Linked DNA regions of Mus musculus: all the other regions are linked to region 1. A link is a contact called in public Hi-C data. All regions are on one chromosome and are shown on one strand. Each heading gives the region's core, a stretch centred on a gene start, on an enhancer-like site or on the middle of the called end of the contact. The rest is flanking DNA. Distances are from core to core; before and after follow the strand shown. Region 1 overlaps Kcnma1 (potassium large conductance calcium-activated channel, subfamily M, alpha member 1). Region 2 overlaps Lrmda (leucine rich melanocyte differentiation associated). Region 3 overlaps Lrmda (leucine rich melanocyte differentiation associated).

The links. A called contact is a pair of places that touch in the nucleus more often than the background predicts.
Region 2: a Hi-C map of uterus shows a contact between it and region 1. The contact joins two enhancer-like sites.
Region 3: a contact with region 1 is called in a Hi-C map of uterus, with 3 times the contacts expected there. The contact joins two enhancer-like sites. A contact is called at or near these places in 18 of 484 Hi-C or Micro-C datasets (the Ba/F3 cell line, the N1E-115 cell line, brown adipocytes and 11 more), 1 of 115 datasets of contacts at active chromatin or transcription factors (astrocytes) and 2 of 9 other capture datasets (embryonic tail and embryonic trunk).

Annotation. Positions count from the first base shown.
Region 1 is chr14:23,519,979-23,522,678 of GRCm38.p6, forward strand. All of the region lies in intron 9 of Kcnma1 (potassium large conductance calcium-activated channel, subfamily M, alpha member 1), which reads right to left. It overlaps 5430425E15Rik (a long non-coding RNA gene), which reads left to right. Exons shown (of 4, transcript XR_003951125.1): 4 at 1-2,700. Among named protein-coding and RNA genes, the nearest start is that of 5430425E15Rik, 11 kb to the left of the region's middle. RefSeq lists an enhancer at 168-1,620. Within about 2 kb of position 1,278, at least 20 of the 459 cell types and tissues checked have an H3K27ac peak or open chromatin away from gene starts, as enhancers often do. A contact at or near this core is called in uterus, where this site is marked.
Region 2 is chr14:22,679,107-22,681,806 of GRCm38.p6, forward strand. All of the region lies in intron 5 of Lrmda (leucine rich melanocyte differentiation associated), which reads left to right. Among named protein-coding and RNA genes, the nearest start is that of Gm30926, 120 kb to the right of the region's middle. Within about 2 kb of position 1,270, at least 24 of the 459 cell types and tissues checked have an H3K27ac peak or open chromatin away from gene starts, as enhancers often do. A contact at or near this core is called in uterus, where this site is marked.
Region 3 is chr14:22,586,633-22,589,332 of GRCm38.p6, forward strand. The region is part of intron 4 of Lrmda (leucine rich melanocyte differentiation associated); the gene reads left to right. Among named protein-coding and RNA genes, the nearest start is that of 4930405A10Rik, 45 kb to the left of the region's middle. Within about 2 kb of position 1,284, at least 56 of the 459 cell types and tissues checked have an H3K27ac peak or open chromatin away from gene starts, as enhancers often do. A contact at or near this core is called in uterus, where this site is marked.

The DNA of each region.
Region 1 (2,700 bases), core at 28-2,527:
TTTAATACAAAGAGACGCTGGACTTGGCCAGTGAGAAAGTTTGCTGTTTTATTTTCAGAGCATGGTGACAGCAGTGGTGGAAAGAACCCCAAGTCTGCAAGGAACTGCTCGTCGCAACTCTGGAAAGACTTCTATCAGAATGAATGGCATGTCAGGAAGACAGAAAATAGGGTGCAACTTAGTCTCGGATGCTTGCATTTGTTCCTGGGATTCTAAATCTACCCAGCAAGGACTCACTCCATCAAACATGAGGCTGAGCAGAAAGAATCTTTCGGGATTATAATTAGAAAATTCACAATCAGAATTCCTTTGTAAATGGAGGTAGGATATTTGAAAGCAAAAGTCGATGCTTGAATGCGCCCCCACCCCGCAAGGTACCCAGTTCATCTCCCACCTACATTTCTATTCTTGTTTAGAGAACAATAGGTGGAACATTCTGCTAAGTGTGTGGAAGGGAAGAAAGACAGCAGGGAAGGGGGGCAGAGGGGAGGCCTTCATCCCATCCGCATTACCTAGAGTTTGATTGACTATGCAGCCAAGTCTCTTTTCAGATGTTCAAGTTTGAAAAGGACTGGAGACGTGCCTGAGAAGGACCCAAAGCAGATGCCAAGGAGGAAGTATCTGCATCCACACCCACCAAGGCCCCTGTCATTGGAAAGGACTACTTGGGACACTACATCATGTGGGGCATCTAATGCCAAATGCGCTGTGATCTGCCTCTCAGTGCCCAATTTCAGAAGTCATCAGGGGTCGTTTTCCCAAAGTATGAGGGCAACATTTTTTTTTCTTTTTTTCCTCTTTCCACAAAAAGTTTAATGCTAATCAAAGCAGAATGCCTAATCAGTTCAAGATGGCCTGTCAGCTTGAATTATCTATTTGTCTTCCTATTTACTGTATCTGTCTGTCTACAATTCTTTGTATCTTTGTGAAAATCAGTTATTAGGGCCCATGTTTCCTTCTGACTACAATCGCTACCAGATGAACCTCCCCGGTGATATGTTGATGATTTGCTAATTTATGGTTTTTAAAATCGAGGAATCCTGAGATATTGCAGGGGAGTCACGTGGGCTACGAGAGGAGAAGTGCTCAATGCTTTTCCTGACAAGGGATCAAAGATTGTGTAAAATACAAGACTTCAGTCCCATTTCAACCTGAGTGATGTCTGAGGCAGAGAAATCGTAAATGACATCTTATGGGAAACATCCCTCCCGTGAGCAGTCCGGCCCTTGCAGGCCTGGGAGAAGTGAGAGTGAACGTCACCCGAGATCCACATAAACAGGAAAGGAAAGCAGGCCCATGGTATCAAGCCAAGATAGCACCACATGACTTAACCCACATCCCACTCTCGCACACTGGAGGCCAGGCTGAGAGCAACCACAGCATTGCAGGGAGACTCCCTGGGATCCGAGGCAGGTTTAAATAAGCTCTCGAGCTGAACTTCCCAACCACTTAGGTGGCCAGATAGCTCAACAGAGAGCGAGAGCTGTTGTACGGCTGGAGGGTTTAATAGGTGTGCTGGAATGTATCTGTCCCTGATGCCTGGCACAGAGCAAGCAGTCAATAAACACATGTGGAATGAATAAACATGAAGGTACAGCACATGGTGATTCTCTTTTGGCAAGGATAGACCCCCAAGAGGGGGCAAATAAAAAGAATCTTTTTAAGGAAATAGCCATATTATGGCCTTTAAAAATGGCCTGGAATCACTGTGGGTAAAACCTGAAAGTAGGGAGAAGATAGAGGAACAGCCCATGTAGAGCCAAGGTAGTAAGTAGGCATAAAGAAACACATGGGGTCTGAGTAAGGAGGAGGGAGGGGGAGAGGGAGAGGGAGGGGGAGGGGGGAAGAGGGAGAGGGAGAGGAAGAGGGAAAGGGAAAGGGAGAGGAAGAGGGAAAGGGAGAGGGAGAGGGAGAGGGAGAGGGAGAGGCAGAGGGAGAGGGAGAGGGAGAGGGAGAGGGAGAGGGAGAGGGAGAGGGAGAGGGAGAGGGAGAGGGAGAGGGAGAGGGAGAGGGAGAGGGAGAGGGAGAGGGAGAGGGAGAGGGAGCATGAACATGAATGAGAAGAACAGCCTATATTGAATAAGTAGCTAAACTAGGCCCCACTCATAAGAAATCAGAAGGAGATGCATAGAGCCCCATGATTAGCTAGCAGAGAGGAATGCCCTGGCAAGCTGGAGATTATGAAGGAGATATAGTTATTCTCTGAATTCTTGAAGCATTGGGTCCAGATGAGGGTAGAAAATATGGTCCCAGGTATACATGGAGTTCTTTAAATAAGTTTACTTCTATCTCTTGGAAATCAAGAGCTCAAAATGGACCAACCTACAAATCCTGAAACTGGTCTACTAGATAAAACAGTATGGTGTTTGTAGTAAGAGACCAACACTGAAGCTCAAGAGCAAGAGCAATTGCTCTGGAGCAAGATATGGGTCTGGCTGTAGAAACTGCTCCCCACTCTAGAATTGGGAAGTCACCATGGAGATTTTCCTTCCATGCTAATTACATCTGGTTTCCTGTTCTCCTTTGTCCACTCCTTGTCTTTTTTTTTTTTTTAATTCCTTTCTTTCCATGTGTCCTCTCAGCTTCTGGCTACCAAAAATCTGTGGAGCCCTCTACACCCACACTCTTCTCTCTGTCCCAAACACCTGGGCCAGAACTACCTCAGTTTGGGGCCATTGAAGCCACATCATGGGAAACATA
Region 2 (2,700 bases), core at 20-2,519, 840 kb before region 1:
TGGCATGATCTCCAGTCCTTAGTCACACAGGTGGAAGGAGGGTGATGTCTGAATGTATAGATTCCTGCAGAAGTCTGTGTGATGCAACCCTGGGAACATCTTGCTGGTAAATACCTCTCCCCTGGCCTGCCCTGAGAGCTTACAACTGCACAGTTCTTGCATTGCTGGTTCTTGGAGGCCTTGAGGCTGTTAGAGGCCTCCATTAAAATGCAAATGTCCCTTTCAGCTCATTATCACCTAAATCTTCCATGGGGATTAATTTATCAGATCCTTTCCCATCAGACACCTGGCTGGAAAGAGAGCCTGTGGGAATGGGCACCTGGTTGACAGGGAAAACTCTGGGTGGAGGGGAGGGGGAAGGGGGGTTACAAAGAGGAGGTGAGGAAGTGCTTAGAAAGCTAACCCAGCCTCCCTAGTGTTTGGCCAGTGGCCAGTCCTCACCAGCTCATCCCTACACAGACCATTAAAATCTAACTAGGCCAAAGAGATGAAGGCCACGGCCATATCCTTGGGGGAGCGAGGGGGGTACATTTCCCTGAGAATGAACGAGAGGAGAATGTGTACAAAGGTCTCCGATCAGCCAGGACCCTCCTGAGCCCGCACATTGCTGCAGAGAGCCCTTCAGTTCTTGTCACTTGATGACAGAGGCCTTAGAACTGAGTTCTTTATTAGCTAGCCCCAAGGCCCAGCCTGCTGTATGAGGCAGCCATTTTGAGGCTGGGACAGGTCCTGTCAGACAGCTTCAGCTGGGGTGTTTGTGTGGTGCCTCATCTGCTTTCGTGTGACATCCAAACAACTCTTTGAAAATGTCTGCTCAGGCCTTGCCTCACAAAAGAGTCTCAAGAGTGTTGTCTGAGGCATTTGGGCTGCCTCTGTCACTCACACAAAAAAATGTGCCCCTCCCTACCCCTGCAGGACAACTCCTCCAACAACCTGTGCTTTTGCCTCAGCTGACCCTGGCCCTTTAACATGTCAGAATGTACTAAAAACACTTTGGCTGTCATAACAAGGCAAAATGAAGTCTTCACAACCTGTCTGTTAAACAGAGCTTTTGGGGTATTGCTTTCTGTCACCTCTTTGGATAGTGCTTGTCTGGGTTTGTGGGCAACAAACCCATGGGCCTTTGTTTTCGCTCACTGTTGTGTGGAATTCCCCCCTCATTCATTAATCATCCCTTTGCCTATTTATTCGGGTGGCAAGTATAGCGAACGCACTTAGCGTGTGCTTTTGTTTAGGTGGCACCCTTTGTGAGGACCAAGGCAGAGCTAATTATTAACTGCAAAAGGAAGGCAAAACTCTCAGCAAAGAGCCAAATGCTGCACACACCAAGACATTGTATGTGCGTGTGTTTCAAACTTTCAGCCAAGCAACTGGGGTAGCTTTATTTAGCTGGGAGTTGGGGTGGGGGCGTTGCTGGCAGCCTCATAATTAATAGAGGCAGTCTATTAAAACCCAACTGAGCAGACAGTTCAGGGACTCTGTGTATACCCCTGGACAGCCCAGCTGGGGCCTCAAGACCTAGCAGGCACAAATAGGGCTAGCAGCTTCAGAGGTGAGGTCTAAGTGGCTTCTCCCTTTAGAGATCCCTATTGTCAGATTTTGATGTCTTTCTTCTCTTGCATCGGACTCTGGTTATCTTTTGAGTTCCAGCTCCTTGTCTTTTTTGATTGTCGCCTTCTGGGAGAGATCTTTTCTCACCATGGATACTAAAGTCATTGCTGAAGGTCACAACTACCCCGAATCACTCTGGTTTCACTACCCAGTTTTATTTGCTCTATGAGATCCGCCACCATTAGAATTAGGTTTTCTTTATGAATTTTCTGGCTGTTGAGCTACGAAAATGTAAATCTTTGTGCCCTGAACACTTAAACATCACTTGGCAGAAACTAGAAGCCCAATATATTTCTTATATAGTTGAGGAGAGAAAAGTACTATTGTGTTCTTGTGAACTGTGGTCCACTGAAGCCATGCATGCTGGTTAACAAGAAAAAGAAACCATTCCAGAAGTTTAGTAACACATGGATGGAACATGGGGTATGATAAAGTAAATAGACTTCAAGTTTCTAGGACAATAATTAGGAAGCTAAAGATGTGGCAGAGGGACTGGATAAGGGCTCTGGAGCAATTTGGGTTCTCAGGGCCATCTACTGGTGCAGGGTCTAGAGTTATCTTCTGTGATTAATCTTCTGTTTTTCCTGGTAGGCAGAGGAAAGAGATTCCTTTAAAAATTTATGTCTTGCTTTTAGGCAAATTGGACAGGAGCTGAGATCTTATATCTACTTTTGCTCAAAGGTCTTTAGGTCAAAATAATCACTCTGTTAAAGTGGCATGTTGGGGAGCTCACATTCTGATGTTCTGTGTCTGAATTGCTGGATGAATGAGAGAGAATATGTGTAAGGATCTTTTTCCTGTTTGGAGAATGCTGTAGCCTTTCCTAATCATAAGTTCTCAACTCCAGGATCTGATTTCTACATAAATGCATTGTGGGAGCATCTCCCTTCATCCTGCCCCATCCTCTGCCATTGTTCTACAGGATCCATCAATCTTTGTTTGACTTTTAGATAAGACTTAAAAACCTGTGGCTCTGTTTCTGCTATATCTACCCCAACCTCAGATTTTCCCTTACCTATGCATTATTTTTTTCTCTAATGGACAATTACATGCTCCTGTGCCTTATATTAGATGGTTCTTGCCTTCATC
Region 3 (2,700 bases), core at 34-2,533, 930 kb before region 1:
ACGTTTTACTATGTGACCCCATGTTATACATTCCATCATTTGTGTTCCTCTCACTGCTATAGACATGTGTACATGGAGAGAAGGATTACCACTGAGCAAAAGCAGAGTCCTTGTCTCTTGAAGCTGAATGCAAACCTCAGTCATGGGAATGTGGCTACGTGACTATGCTGGGGTGTTTGGGATTACTCTCCCTTCGTAGGTATCCGATCCAGTAAGCCAGTAGCAACTATCATCCAGACTCAATCCAAGTCTGAGTTGTGGGTCAGTGTTTTTGCAGTAAGTTTGTTTCTCTAAGAGCAATCCTCGTGTATCCACCTTGGCAGTCCCCCAAGCATGTCCTCCCCGTCTCAGGTCTGTGTTGCTGGCAGGATGTGAGAGATGGGGCTGAGAAGGCTGTTTGTTTGTGTATTTATGACAATACTGCCTTGAGGGACAGGAATCAAGAGCCTGCACACAGCCCAAATCACATCTAGCCACAATTGCCTTTGAAAACCTATAAGTTATCCACACAGTGACTGGTAGATGCTCACACTTGGAGAAAAGGCAGCCACCAGGAACAATAGAGGTCTTAAATGTGTTCCTACTCCGTTACAAATTCACTACATCATCTTGTGAAATGCTGGACTGGTTCTCTAATGTGCTTAAATTTTTTATTCATTTTATTTTAATTGTTGACTTGAAAAGCACTCTTCCCTGTATTTGGAAGAGTGAGATGTGGCCATGGCATAGCTCAGCTCTGTGGTCTTTCCGCAGGCTTGATTTCTTCATCCTGGTTGGTGATTCATTTACCCCTGAGAAGTTTTAGGGTTTCACAATATGGCTTTTGAATCCAGAGTTCCTGTGGCATATGTGTTTAAACAAAGCAGAACAATGGCCTATCCCACGTTGGGTAAACTATTTTCCTGCCCCTTCATCCACAAAGTGTGAGGTCTACCTTCTCTCTGGCTGTCACGGAAATCATCATAGTGGAAGCTCTATGTAAATTTGTACGGCATTTTTGCTAGCAAATGACTTAAGCAATGAATGATACTTCTACAGTTTACTGTTTTTCACTTTAAGTGTGGTTTTGAACAATGCTTCATCTATTAATCATTTAAGCAATAGCATTCAGAAGCAGGAACCTGTGGTTCATTTAGTGCTGTTGAAAAAAAAAATTCCTATTGATTGGCATCCTCTGTGGTCATGTGATGTAATATTTATGTCACCCAGCCATACATCAAAACAAGTGTGTCTGCTGTTTTGTTTCCATGGGAGATGTTGACTTCAAAGTTTTCAGCTCAGGCTTAGTTCATGTGTGACTAACCACCAGACCTGGAATGGGAAATGACTAGGTTTGTGTATATTGTTCTCTCTGTTCCATCTTTCCTACCCTTTTCCCAGTGCCTAACCCTTTGGCTTCCTCATTTACCTTTGTGTACATAGTTGGACTTTCTTGGCATCCATCCCCACAGTAATACAGGCTCATTAAATTTCTCTGTGAACATGGGCGTACTACTGAGTGGTTGAGCAGAGCCCGGGGCCTGTTGTTGTAGGAGTATAACCATGCCTGGATTCCCTTAGCCATTTGTGTTTGCTCATGGCTGAGAAGTGAGCGGGGTCTGAACTCATTTGCATTTCGCTGTGTGGATAAGGCACTGCTGTTGCATGAATATGAACTTGGGCCTCTTGCAGATTTTGATACCATACAAAATGCATATAGAAAGTCAGGGGTGGAAACCTGGGTGCTCAGAATAGTTTCTCTCTCTCTCTCTCTCTCTCTCTCTCTCTCTTTCTTAAAGATTTATTTACTTATTTATTTTTATGAGTATACTGTAACTGTCTTCAGACACACCAGAAGAGGGCATCAGATCCCATTACAGATGATTGTGAGCCAACATGTTGTTGCTGGGAATTGAACTCAGGACCTCTGGAAGAACAGTCAGTGCTCTTAAACGCTGAGTCATCTCTCCACCCCCTTCCTATTTTTTTTTTTTTCTTCTGGCAGTTTTTTTTTTTTTTTAAGAGAGAGAGAGAGACTAAGAGATAGACTGATTTGCTGATAGGCAGAGAAAGGAGAAAGGAGAGAGAGAGAGAGAGAGAGAGAGAGAGAGAGAGAGAGAGAGAGAGAGAGAGAGAGAGACATGACTAGATAATAAGGTGGTGAAATTCCAAGATGGCTGATTTCTTCCTTATACTCCTGACCTGAGAGAAAAGCCTAGGAGCTTAAAAGAAAGATTTTTTTTTTTTTTAAATCTCACCACCAGGGAACTCAGCCTATGGACAAGTTCAAGGCCACGCCAGGACCTGTTTACCCCAAAGATACTGACCTATTTGCCTCCTTGCCTTTGTTCAAACTAAGGAACTCTAAACTTGGGGAAGAAAGACTCCTCTCACAGACCCTTAACGCTTCAGTCCTGGAGGAGATCTGAGTTTAGCTTTCCCCGTTGCCTCTGCAAAGCAGGGCATCTCTTTCTTCATGTGCCTGCCTTCTGTGTGTTTCCTCACCCCATAAAAGCCTTTCTTTGACCGCTGATTCTGTCTGCTCCTGTTCTATGTTCAGGATTTCTCCACTGCATCCTGCCTCACTCCAGATATTTCTTGTTTTCTCCTTCTTCATCTGGCAGAGAAAACAAACCCCGTGAAGACCCCTGGATGCTAACACCTTCTTATCTTTTCCTTCAAGAAGAATGATGGCTGAAAGTCAGCAGAGACTTAATGCCG